Linked DNA regions of Mus musculus: all the other regions are linked to region 2. Evidence: chromatin contacts called from public promoter capture Hi-C data. All regions are on one chromosome and are shown on one strand. Each heading gives the region's core, a stretch centred on a gene start, on an enhancer-like site or on the middle of the called end of the contact. The rest is flanking DNA. Distances are from core to core; before and after follow the strand shown. Region 1 has its middle 22 kb from the start of Gas7. Region 2 has its middle 110 kb from the start of Gm40029. Region 3 has its middle 30 kb from the start of Gm40029.

Region 1 (4,345 bases), core at 1,655-4,154, 110 kb before region 2:
ACTTCCATGCATTATGTCATTTAGTTGTCATGTCCTCACTTGAGGCAGGTCACCTGAAGCCATCGGGTTCTACAGTCATGGGCAGCTCGCTGAGAAATCAGTTGAGATTTCAGTTCAACTGCTTGTGCTAGGATACGAACGCACAAGAGAACACAGGATGGGAACCCAGGTGGCCCAGGGACTTTGTCAGAGCTGTAGTCTTGCCCAGGCGTTCATCAGACATCACACCGAAGGCCGGGCCTTGTGTACCTGGTTCTAAAACTCTGTTCAGTCTTTCCCCTGTCCACCATGGCACCCTCTTGCCCACCATGGAACACAGCTTGACAAATGGTCACCCTCCCTGGCCAAAGGCTTCCTTTAGACTCCAGGCTGAGCATGCCCAGTTGCAGTCAAGAATAAGGGGAGAGGGGTGCAAGATGAAGGGGGGCAGGAAGTCTTTTCAGATTTCTATTTTTCTCATCCAGCCACAGCAGCTCCTTTGTTTGTTGCTCCGGCCTGTCCAGTGAGTTGACCCCACTCCCCACTGAGACAGTGCCGAAGAACGCCCTATTGTAAGAGAGTGCTGGCCCATGCTTCCTTCTCTCTTCTCCCTGCACAGGCCTCCCTCCCCACATCCAACATTAGTCACATAAGCCCAACAGAAGTTCAAAGATGCTTTGATAATGGGTCTTTCAAATGGATGCCTGCCACCCTCCTCCCGCAGGATGGCAGCTGCTACTATTGCTGGATTCCCCAACAAATGAAGGGAGACTCCCTTGTCAGCAGAGGCTGGAGTAGAGGTGAACATGGCTTGGGGTCTCCTGAATAGCCAGGACAATCTGTGTGGTGGTGTAGAAGCCACTGTGGGATCCCAAGGCATCTTATCGGAGTTTGTAGCCATGAGACCAGAAGCAGCCTGTAACATCCAGATCTGTGCAGCATCTCCCTGCCACTGGTGATCATGTATAAACCCCACTGGTAAGAGATCCACAAGTTTCTGTTTTCAATGCTCACAGTTTCTGGGACCAATGGCTTCAGCTTGGGTAATTAGGAGATCTTGTGCCTTGGCCAGAGCAACGATTTCAATGATGTGCCCATGACCCAAGACAGACCTATGAGAATGAATCCTTAGACCCTGGTTGGAATTATTAAGGAAAAGAGGTATTATGATGAGAAGCAAGCTTGAAAGTTGAGGGTGGGTTTCCAGACAGCTCACCAAGGAATAGAGTCAATGGAAAAGACAGGGATGGAGAAAAGAGAAGGAAGAAGCAAGGGCAAAAACTTTGTAGTGTGCTAACATTTGCTAAGCTACCTGATCAAACCTTGTCTGAAGCTAAACTTCCAGGGAATGATCAGTTATATCAAGCTGGAAAATCCTTTTTCCTTGAAAGTCAACTTGAGTAGGATGTCCACTAAGAAGTGATAGAACTCAGCTCTTGCCTCCTTCAGCTCCTGGTGGCTGCTCGGTCCTCTTACTGCTGTGTCAGCCTCTGGCTTCCTCAACATGCTCTTCCTTAAACATTCGAACTCCTATCTCAACCTTAGCCCCCTGCCAAGGACACTTGTGATTACATCAAGGTTTACCGAGATAACCCAGGGCAGTTTCAAGAGCCTTAATGTATGTAATACATCTGCTAAGACCTCTTCTAACAAACAAACAAACAAACAAACAAACAAAAAATTCATGTTTCTGGGGATTAAGCAAAGACAGATCTGTGAGAGCCACTATCAGCTGCCCCACCCCCAACCACACTGAGTCAGGCTGCTGTCTGCATGTAGATCCTCATCGACATGTGCTGAGGAACCCCTTCCAACAGTCTCAACTCTGAGCTGAACCTGAAGACGGTGTGTGTCAGTCTCAGGACTTACATGCTCTGAGGACAGAAATGGCTTTGAGGAACGGTGGTGCAGAAACCCCTGGCTGATAGCTTTTCTCTGTGGTTTACAGAGGAAACAAAGACTGTGAACTGGGGTTTCCCAAAGTGTAGAAAGCCAGGGGGTTCCCGGAATGCTTGCAGCACTAAGATGAACCCTACACGAGGAGGTGGTTGGCCTAAGAGGTTCACTTTCTAAGTAGTTTTCTATTCATTTCATGGTCTATTAGTGAAAAAAGGGTAGAGCTTAAAGCCTAGGAGAACACTGATATTAGAGCATGACACTGTCGTGACCTTGCTAGCTAACCAACCCCGTACAAAGTACTGGCAACAACTACTATGAACTTGGGAGCTGAGTTCAAATCCACACCTGGCTTAGGCAAGATACTTGATCTCTCTGGACAATATCTGGAATAGGCAGTCCCCATGACAACAGAAATAATAGAGATGCTGTTATTAAGTTATACAGTGGTACGATTTAATTGGGCAGATGGACATGAAACATTGATGACTGCCCTGCTTTTGTGTATTCTGCTGCATGCCATAGCTCCTGCTCTTGTCGCTGGGTCCTACCATCATCCTTACTAGAATGTTCTAGTGAGATCTGATAGAATCAAGCATCCATCCCATGCCAGCTGGGTCTCCTCTGTCTCCTGTTATATTCTACTTCCCTCAGTTTTCCAACCAGTCAAATGGGTCCACTTCTCTAAGTCTCCTCCCGACCACCTAGAGGAAAGTCTGAACAGAGGCCACCCCACCAGTGGTCTCCACAGAACAACCTGACAACTCTACCTCCAATCTTAAGCCAAGGGTGTCTGAAAACTTCCTAGTCTTGTCCTGTTCTTCTGTCACAGCACGGTTGTTTGTTTGTCTGTATAGCTCTGCTTTCAAGACCCTGGCTCAAGTGGGTTGGAGTCAGGTACTAAACCCTTCCTGGTATTCTGAACCCTCGTTGAAAGTACATTTCTTAAGTGAGTCAGGTCCCCTGGAGGGAAGCAGATCTCAACATTCCTTAATCTTGACACTATCTCAGATGGTAGTCATGGTTACAGGCAAATAACGACCAGGGTGTGGCATCTTTGACACTGCCTTCACCCTGGTCACTAAGAGTGTTCTCCATCCTTCAGCACTTTTTAGTATGAGTCACAGCTGAGGCATAAGCCATGTGTGAAAAGCCCCAACAGGGCCTCCTGCTTCTCCTGTTCAGTGAGAAGTGAAGCCATATCACACCAGTACCCCGAGAAGGCAAGCCCCACCTTATTCGTTATTGAGAGACTGGCCCTCCTCAGGAGCAGCACTTGCCTCGTGGCACCTCTTCCTGTTTGGTTTAGGAAGGTCTTTTGCTGGTGCCGAGGCTGGTCTCAATCTGAGACGGAATATTGTGGGTCCTCTAGACCAGTCCTGGGTTTGATGGTTGGTTAATAGAACTCATAAGATTCGACACACTGTCTCTGCTCCTGGCTAAGGGCTATTTCAACAACAGGATACAAAATAACCCTCTGAAGGGCTGTGGAGACAGAGGCAAATCCTTGAGTAAATGAGTTGAGTTCTAGAGTCCTCCCCAGGGAATTTCTCCCAGCAGATAGAGTCATGTGGGGCATGCTGATCTCCCCCAGCAGTGATTGTGACAGAATGTGTAATTGTAATCACTGTCTACTAAGGAAACTCACGAGTCCCCAGGTCCAGTCTTTGCCACCCCTTCCCCAACCCTCCACACACAGGAGGATGTCAGAAAAGGACATCAAGTGTCCTGCTCTATGGCTCTCTGCCTTATTTCCTTGAGCCAGGGTCTCTTACTGAGCCTGGAGCCCAGTTGCCGCAATCCTCCTATCTCCTCCTCCCACAGAGCTGAGATAACAAAACACAGGGGTGGCCACGCCTGGCTCGTTTTGTTGCTGAGACTCTGAACTCAGATCCTCCTGCCTGTGTAATGTGCCCTCTGACCCAAGAACAATCTACTGTAACTCGAGGGTCCAGAATTATTATTAGGGGCTGGTTACACAGGCACCGTGTGCCTAGCATGTAGCCAAGCTGCAGGTTCTCAGAAGCAAAGCAGGTGTTTGGCATCAAGTACATGCATAGGAATAGTTTAAGAGATGGACCACTACCATCACTAGGAAATAGTGAAAACTTCTCAAACACTAGGTGAGGGGTGATATCACAAACTGGCCTGTTAAAGAAAGCAGGATCAGATATGCTAACGGCGCTTTTTAAAGATTCCTTTCTGTCTTTCTTTCTTTCTTTCTTTCTTTCTTTCTTTCTTTCTTTCTTTCTTTCTTTCCTTCCTTCCTTCCTTCCTTCCTTCCTTCCTTCCTTCCTTCCTTCTTTCTTTCTTTCTTTCTTTCTTTCTTTCTTTCTTTCTTATTTATTCACTTAGCATGAAGGATGCACATGCCATGGTCTGTACATGGAAGCCAAAGGGCAACTTGTTGGAGTTGGTTCTCTCTTTCTAACATGTGGGTACTGGGAACTGAACTCAGGTTATCAGGTTT
Region 2 (4,299 bases), core at 1,571-4,070:
CATCCCCTTCCTTTCCTGGACATTATGAGACGTTCTCTGTTACCACATACTCATAATTTATTGGACTAAAAGCTGACCAGAAACTGAAAATTTTAAGCCCAGGTTCAAAATACATCTTTCCCACTTGCAAATGCTATCATTCAGTGCCTTGACACAGCAATGGGAAGTCAACTATCTTAGACCTCATATCTTTGGGGAAACTAAGTGCCCTCTAAAGGGTTGGCCACACCTTGAGTAACCAGGACTCCTGGGGCCAGGGTTCCTGGGTCCTCTATCTCTCTGTCCTGGCTTAGGTCCTCTAGAGTTCATCTTTCGTCATCCAGATACCCACTCTATCATTTTTCCAGTTCCCGTGAGTCTTGACCAAAGAGATTGCCCCCAATGACCAGGTCCTCCTGATCCTTGCTCTCATTTGAAGCTGGCTATCTCCAAGGCAGATCTAGTAGTCCTTTCTGAGTTCAGCTCCCAGTTCCCCTCCATAGTGTTTCCTGCCAAGTTTGGCCTCTAACTTCCCATCCTTTGTCAGAACCAGGAAGAGAGAGAGAGAGAGAGTCCACTTTGCGAATTCTTGTCAGTATCTCACATCCTCCTTTAAGACACTTCCTTTTATTCCTCTTTCCACCAGAGGGCGAAAGGAACACTGTGAGGAATACCAAGTTCTTCAGCTGCTTGTCTGTCACCCCATCCCTTTCCAGGGAGGCTGATGAGGTCCATTCTGTTCAGACTTCTACCCCTACAGCAGAACCAGCTTCTGAGTCCACAGGCCCTCCTCTGCCTCCCAGCAGCTGCCAGACTCTGTAGTCTCAGAAGTCATACACTTCATACGCTACCCACTGCTATTCAACTTTCCTCCCTGTCTATGAAACTCAGCCCACCCCAAGAGACTCCACAGCATGTCCTCTGTCCCTTCCCAGCCCTCTGCCTAGTGGTCCAGCTTATTCTCATGGGAGATTGCAAGCCACCAAGAACTGGATCCACGAACCTCTATGTTGGTGCTGAGAGAATCCTAGTCAGTACTTGGGCAGCAGGGACAGGTCCACCCTTGCCCTCACCTTTAGGGAAATCAGCTGGTTATGAGTGGATTCAGACTTCAGAGATGGCAGCAGGAGTGGTCCGGGCTGTCCCAGGATACAGCTATCGACTCTTAGGCCCCAGAATTTCAGGTCATATGAAGGATACTGTTACCAATATACCAACTGGAGGGCAATGCCCGCCATCTCCACATACATCATTCTTGACCCTTCCTTTAGCTTAGTCCAGGTGATTGGGGTTCAAAATGCACAAGGAATTTATTCAGCCACCTGAGCTGTTAGGCTAACAGGCAAACGTGACTCCTTAGGTGACAGACATGCTTTTCGAATGCTGTCGTGTCTTCTCTTGTCTGTAAAACCGAGGACAGTGCCAGATACTGTGGCACAAGCCTGGAATCCCAGCACTTGGAAGCAGAGGCAAGAAGACTGCAAATTTGAAGCTAGCCTTAGCTACAAGACTGCGGCTCAAGTCGAATAAAGCTTCCTATATGGAGGACAGCTCTTAGACATTCACAGAGCTGTTAGGAAATTGATGACAGTCCACATGGCTTGTGTAGGTACAACTGGAGGGTCCTCCTGGTAGCACTGAGGTGCTATTAATAGACTGGAGGTGTCTGAAAAGTCCTTAGGTACCAGGGACTTCTTAGCTCCATAAGTGCTAACGGATGCCACAAGCACACCCAGGCCAACACAGAGGATAGTTCTGCTGTCTTCTGGGTCTGTTCATGCTCCATTGAAAAGCAGGGGCACTCTGTTCTTAGGAATCCCCACCCAAAACAGCTGGCTGAATCCAGTCAGGGACACTCCTCCCTAGACAGACAATCACCAGGCAAATTTCCACATCAGTATTTCCTGGGGAAATGTGGCTACCAAAAGAACTCACACATGCATTTCAGAGAGCTTTTTGCCAGGAGACTCAAGATTTCCCTGTCAAAGGATACTTCCATTAATTTTGTTTTTAATGTAGCTCTCAGAGATGGAACTTGGAAAAGCAGAGAACCAAGCCCGAGCCTCTCCTGCTGACACAGGTTCTCAGAGCACACCATGAGCTTCCAGAGACACCTCTGCTAAGACCCCAGGAAGCTCATCCCAGCCTTTCCCCTAGAAATACTACCAAGTCCATTTTGAGGAGTGCCTTGGTCCATTTAGAGCAAGTTTGTTTCTTGGACCAGAGAGAAGCATCATGTGTTTCCGAAGGCTGCACAGACATTTGATGCTGCTGCCACTGGACACTTGTCAGGCCTGCCCACTGTACAACCATCTCTCCACCTCACCGTGGGCCAGAGTTGCATGTAACATTTTCATTCAAAATTTGCTACTCTCTTCTTAAATAGATCCCAGTAAAAAATAAATTTGGTCCCTTATTTAGGCTGGGTTTTACCAAAACCTAAGAATACACACATTACTGATGGTGAGGACTAGTTTAGCATTTATGACAATCCTGGGGTCAGCAGCCTGTCAGTAAAGACTGAAAAATACTACCCCACCCCACCATACACCACACACACACATACACACAGGACTTTAGAAACTTGGGCTTTCACTCAGACTGTGACCATGAGCTCAGTGATTAGAGGCCAAAGAGGCCTCGCAATTGTCACCCAGACAATAAACAGCCAGCTGACTTGGCTCAGCAGTCCTATGAAGCCTTGGGACCAAGCCAGATCCCCAAGAACAAGGCACTTTAGGGTACTGATCCTAGAGGATGGGAGGCTACCTAGGGTCCAGCTGTATCCACGGGTCTAGCCTGCTGCTCTGCTCCAGCTCATTGCTAACTGGTGCTTCTCAGCAGTCCGGCAAGTGGGCGCCTGGAGGCAGCCAGGCGACCTGTCCCTGGTCAGCATGACTGACCGCTAGTCTACCAGAGAGGCGGAATTGTGGGGCCACCTTTCCAAACCCCCATCACCCTCTCGCCTTGCCAAGACCACCTGGCTCGGCAGTCCCTTGGTGGCCCCTGTCTTCCGCGGCAGAGCGCCCGCTTGCTCCAGAACTCGCACAGGCAACAAGTTCTCGCTTCCCCACAGAGGCCACGACGTGCTCAGGAGGCCGGGTAGGAGGAGAACGCTGTCCACGCCCCAGCCCCTCCCCCGCACCCTTCGTCCCCCAAAGCCGGGTTGTCTGGAGGGTAGCTGGTCCCCGACCCCGGCCCTGGCCTCTCACCTCTAGTAGTTGCACGTAGCTGGCGGGGAACCAGCCACGGAGCCCGTCGTCCTTTTCGCCTTCCCACCAGCCGCCGTCCGGGACCTGGAGCAGCGTGAGCAGCTCGCCCGCAGAGAAGCGCAGCCCCTGGCTGTGCCGCTCCCCGGAGAAGGGGTACAGGGTCCGGCAGCGGGCGCCGGCCATGGCCCTGGCGCCCGGTCTCACAGCACAGCCCGCATCCCTGCCGAGCCCCGCGGGCTGGCCAGCGGCTGCGCGGGGTCCCAGGCGCCCGGTGCTCCGGGCTCCCGCGCTTTGGGCGCGCGCCGTGGCGGGGTTGCGCAGGGGTCTCCGGGCCGCCGAGCCACGCGCGCTGCTTGCAGGGAAGCGGACGCTCGCCAGCAGAGCTGGCTTCGTGGGCTCCACCGGCTCCGGAGAGCGAGCGGCGACGCCCCCGGGCCGGGCGGCTGTGCGGTCCCCCGCGCTGGGCGGGGGGCGGGGCTCAGGAGGAGGAGACCCGGGGGCGGCGGGCTCACGAGACAACTTCCCCGGGGTGTCGCGGCTGGGGACGCCGGAGTGAGCAGAGAGGTGCAACTGCCCCGGGAGGTGGTGCGCGTAGCATCCCCCTCTGTGGGGCTCGTCCGGTGCAAGCGGAGCCCGGGAAGACACGGAGAGAGCGCGGTTGGCGGCCCGTGGCCGGGCGGGGACTCTCTCGAGGCGACCAGGGCGGGCCAGGGGCCGGGCCAGACCGGCCACGCCCGCGGAGGGCCGGGCGCTCCCCGGCAGAGGGACTCCCGGGCGACCCCGCCACCCAGAGCTGCTGGAATGGGAACGCCCCTCGGTTCCTTCAGTTTAGCTCTGGTGGTGGGTGACAGGCGGCGCTGCCTCCCAGGTGTCTGCAAGGGATTGTGTTTGTGACCATCATTGTAGTGCATGAAGCCTGGCTGAACTTGACTCACAGGAAACTGAACAATGGATAAAGACAGGTTTGAAGCCTGGCGCCGAAGCCGGGAAGCCCAGTGACAGTGTGTCATATCAGAGGAGGACATGGTGGGGAGATGAGGATGTAAGTCATCTGGGTTGATGGGTTTTGGAATCAGGCCGATGGGGCTAAATAGTGGAAAGGTTAAAT
Region 3 (4,017 bases), core at 1,073-3,572, 76 kb after region 2:
CATAGGCATGGATGTCACAGCAATGTCAAGTTGTTTTGTTTTTTAAAAAACCAAACAAACAAAACTCCAAACACTGTTTCTATTTGTGTCTTGTTGAAGACCATTACTGAACAGTTCAGAGATGGAGCATGGTCCAAGACCATAACTTAAATAGAAGTGTTCTGGATCTGTGACTGTTTAATATGTCCACAAACCACCTGGGGATTTGGTGCCCCGGAATTCACTACATTTGGGAAGGGGCCTGCGATTCTTCACTTCTAAGAACCCACAGATATTGATGCTGGACTATGGACCACACTTTAGAATAGCAAGACTCTAGACTAGAGCAATGTGCAATGCTTTCTGTCTTCATGAACATCTATGTCAAAGATGTGAGTCTCTTATCACTTCCCATTTCCCAGGCTTCACCTTGAGGCCAGTCAAAACAGGTTCCCTCAACTGCTCTTGATGAAACCGTCTTCATATCCTTGACTCGAGTTCGGGTGGGCCTGTATGGATACCATCCATCCCCACCCCCAAGCTGACAGCCTCCCTTCTCCCAGCTTCCTTCCCCACCTCTCTCTGGCACGGCAGGCATTTCCTTTCACACTTCCTGGGGTGGCTCCAGCTGTGGGTGGGATGTGGATATTTCCATATTACTGATCTTTGGAACCCCAAAGGGTAGAAAAAGGGAACCACCACAGGGCTGGACAGTAATATCTACTGCATAACTTGTGCATCTGCCATGCAGGGCTTTCTTGTTCCCTCTACCTTCTTGAAGGTTCCATCCTGATTCACCTCATCCAGACTCCCCATTATTGACACTGCCAATCTGAGCTTCCCTGTGTTTATTCACCCTTAGACACCCTGTAGAACTCAGGGACTGGGGGACAGAATCGAACAGTGAGAGGGTACCTTCCTTTGCAGAAGATCACGATGAAATAGCTGTTATGACCTTGTTGCTCTTTGTGACGGTCTCAATGACACCTAACCTCTTCTTAGCCCCCCAGCACTTCCTATGGCCAGTTCTCCCCCAAAGGTGGCCTTGATCCAAAGCCTTGTTTCCAGAGGTTATGTGGACGTGCCTCCTGACAGTGGGCTGAGGGATTGAGTCATAAATAGGTTCTTCTATCAAATTAGAGAGTCATTTGCTGAGGCCTGAGGACAGAACCCCTCAGGCAGCTAACTTACAAAAGCTATTCACACCCTGCAAAGGAATAAAAATTCATGTACAGTAGAAACCCCATCTTACTCTCCACACCGTGGGCTTTCCTGACAAAGCCCTATGTTCTCACATGATGAAGACTAGCATGTACATATTAACATGGACTCTTTGTTTAGTACCTGTGAGTATAAGCATTCACGTGGTCATATTGATGTCACTTGTGCGTTTGCCCTTTAAAATATGCACAATCCTAGGGCAGCATGGTGGCTGCAAACCCAGGCATGCATGCGCAAACATACACACACACACACACACACACACACACACACACACACAGAGAGAGAGAGAGAGAGAGAGAGAGAGAGAGAGAGAGAGAGAGAGAGAGAGAAACTTTGATATTGACAGATTCTTTTAAACAGTCTGTGCCACATCTGTCAAATAAGGATAAAGTAAGAGCCTCCAGTGCCAGGCTATAGTGAGCAATGAGATGATCCACGGAAAGCTCTTGAAAGCGCACTGAGGATGTAATATGCACCCAGTTAACTCTGTGGCTGTAACTATTATGCTTATTACCATATCAGACTCAGGCAGACCTTTGTTACCGAGCATCTTAAGTTTTAGCTATTTAATTATAACAATGCTGTTATGTACACCCATCCTATCTGGTCTCTCCTGTATGTGCACAGCCCCCTTTATGCTGGATACAAGGTGGTAAGCCTGTCGGCTCTTGACACAGTTGGCAATTTTGTGGTGAGAAATGCATGAATCTAACGGAGCAAGGGTTTCTACAGGACGCAGTGTGAGGATGGAAGAAACTGAGGCAGGTTATGTCTTTGAGAGGAAGGCACTAATTGGTCTTGTTTACTTAACCGTTTGTTTCCCAGTACCAAGAATAGCTCCTGGCAGGACACAGGACCTCAGTTAATTCATTGTTAATCAAATGAGTTGGCTGACATATCTCCAGAAAGAGCAATCCTCCTGCCCAAGCCAGCAGCTGGCTGTGGGTGGCCCTGGGTTCAGATGGAAGCCATGTCCTGATTTTTTTGTGGGTCCAGATGTTTTGTCTAGCCCCACCCACATCTGTCCTTCCTGACTCATGGGACAGGAAGTTCCTGACTATGGGACACTGACTCTGAGCAAGAGTCTCTCCCTCCTGCTGTCGGCAGCCAGCGGCACTGAGCTCAACTGGAGACATCAGCTGAGGAAGAAATGATGAGATGTTAGGAGAGGCCGGAGTCTAGTACAAGCTGTGAAAGATGAGAGTTGTCTGCTGGCCCTGAGCGCTGGCTGATTCAACAGTGAGCAAGGAGAGAGACATGTCCCACATTGTCAGAGTCTTATGGAGTGGCACTGTCATTCCCCGGGAAAGAGACTAATGAGGGTGAGTGGGAAAGAAAGGGAAGTGGCCGCTGGCATTTGTGAGGTTACAGACACTGTGTCACTTTGCCCTTCCAGTGACCCATAGGAAAGGCAGAGTCGGTCCAACTTTAAGAAGCGCAGATTCATTCATTCAGCATGGTCTCCAGCCACAAAAGGAACATCTGCTGCTTTTGTCCTGCTGTTTCTTTGGAAATAGGAACCTGACCCAGTGGGAGGCTAGGAACCACCCTCCTCACTCTCAGTTTATGGAGCTTGGGAGGAGCTGATGACACTCACACTTCCAGGACCTGTGACCCAGACCTGACCAGCCAGACTCCGCATCCTCCAACCACCTCCTGCCCATGAACGTGGGACCATGTTCAGCAGCAACTGAAGCAAAGCAGTTCTGTTGTTTTTGTTTTCCCCTTTCCTGCAAGTGCCTGTATGCAACCATCGGATTTTAAAATGTCAGTTATAAGTTCATTCATTTTGGAACCATTTGGTCGCAGCTTTTATTTATTTATTTTCGGCGGTGCACTTGACTTAGGGCTTGGGAGGTGGCTCAGCAGGTCTCAGAGGCACTGCCTAAAAGACTGACGACCTGAGTTTAATCCCCAGAACCCACATAATGGAAGAGAGAACTGACTGCCAGAAGTGTTCCCGTAATTCCCAAAGGTTCACTATGGCACATGAATGCCTACACACGTGCACATATAGGCGTGTGCACACACATAAATGTAATAAAAATTTTAGAAATACAGTTGGTTTAAAGAGGGAAGGAGAGAGGGGAGGGGAAGGAGAGGGGAGAGAGAGAGATTGAGAGAGAGAGAGAGAGAGAGAGAGAGAATATGAATCATCTGAATGCCTACATCTGAACATGATGTTTTGGAGAAGGCAGGCAGCCTGAAGATTGACTGCTCTTGGAATTTCGTTTAGGTGAGCTAGTAAATTTCTTTTTCACCTAGATATTTGGAGCTGACCTTCTGAAACAGCGGACTCAGTCCTCAGGCCTGGAGCAGAACAGCACAGAGGGGATTTCACAGCAGCCTTCTTCCATGTCCTTTCTGTCCTCTCTCCAACCTTGCCCCGAGGAAGACAGAAGAAATCGCTCCTCTCACAGGTTTTCAATGAGCTACCTTGCTTAAGCTGACATAGGCTAGGGGGTTAGGCTGGGGGTTGGCTCTCCGTATTCCAGCATCTCTCACAGACAGGAATGTAGGTTCCTTTTGCCTGTATTTCATTGTTTCCTGTCAGCGACATGCTGCTAATGGGCTTACAAGCCTCTACCTGTACTTTGTAGTGTTTGCCAACTTTCATGGTGTGATATTCTCACCATGGCCAATTAATTTCAGGGAAGCGATGTCACGTGACCAAGTGGGGAGATGAAAAAGCACATCATTAGATAGTTTTTCCACCACACAGATTTCATGATGGTAGATAATCTCAAGAGATTTGAGGCAATAAAACGTCATAGGTCATTAAGAAGGGTTGGCCTTGAATATCTTGCTTTTGTT

Evidence for each region. Promoter capture Hi-C pulls out the DNA fragments that hold promoters and counts their contacts. Capture Hi-C pulls out chosen DNA fragments and counts their contacts.
Region 1: a contact with region 2 is called in a promoter capture Hi-C map of adipose tissue. The contact joins two enhancer-like sites. A contact is called at or near these places in 7 of 39 promoter capture datasets (the 3T3-L1 cell line, the C10 cell line, cranial neural crest and 3 more), 1 of 15 datasets of contacts at CTCF or cohesin (the NIH/3T3 cell line), 4 of 484 Hi-C or Micro-C datasets (bone marrow-derived macrophages, cerebral cortex, group 2 innate lymphoid cells and 1 more), 4 of 115 datasets of contacts at active chromatin or transcription factors (effector CD8 T cells, embryonic forebrain, memory CD8 T cells and 1 more) and 2 of 9 other capture datasets (adipose tissue and liver).
Region 3: a promoter capture Hi-C map of cancer-associated fibroblasts shows a contact between it and region 2, with 4 times the contacts expected there. The contact joins two enhancer-like sites. A contact is called at or near these places in 9 of 39 promoter capture datasets (the 3T3-L1 cell line, 3T3-L1-derived adipocytes, cancer-associated fibroblasts and 5 more), 26 of 484 Hi-C or Micro-C datasets (the 3T3-L1 cell line, adipose-derived mesenchymal stem cells, bone marrow-derived dendritic cells and 15 more), 2 of 115 datasets of contacts at active chromatin or transcription factors (bone marrow-derived dendritic cells and embryonic stem cells) and 2 of 9 other capture datasets (embryonic stem cells and liver).

What each region holds. Positions count from the first base shown.
Region 1 is chr11:67,561,995-67,566,339 of GRCm38.p6, reverse strand. It overlaps a transcript of Gas7 not described here. Among named protein-coding and RNA genes, the nearest start is that of Gas7, 22 kb to the left of the region's middle. Within about 2 kb of position 2,904, at least 117 of the 459 cell types and tissues checked have an H3K27ac peak or open chromatin away from gene starts, as enhancers often do. A contact at or near this core is called in the NIH/3T3 cell line and adipose tissue, where this site is marked.
Region 2 is chr11:67,454,667-67,458,965 of GRCm38.p6, reverse strand. It overlaps a transcript of Gas7 not described here. Among named protein-coding and RNA genes, the nearest start is that of Gm40029, 110 kb to the right of the region's middle. Within about 2 kb of position 2,820, at least 22 of the 459 cell types and tissues checked have an H3K27ac peak or open chromatin away from gene starts, as enhancers often do. A contact at or near this core is called in the NIH/3T3 cell line, adipose tissue and cancer-associated fibroblasts, where this site is marked.
Region 3 is chr11:67,378,561-67,382,577 of GRCm38.p6, reverse strand. No RefSeq gene overlaps it. Among named protein-coding and RNA genes, the nearest start is that of Gm40029, 30 kb to the right of the region's middle. Within about 2 kb of position 2,322, at least 54 of the 459 cell types and tissues checked have an H3K27ac peak or open chromatin away from gene starts, as enhancers often do. A contact at or near this core is called in cancer-associated fibroblasts, where this site is marked.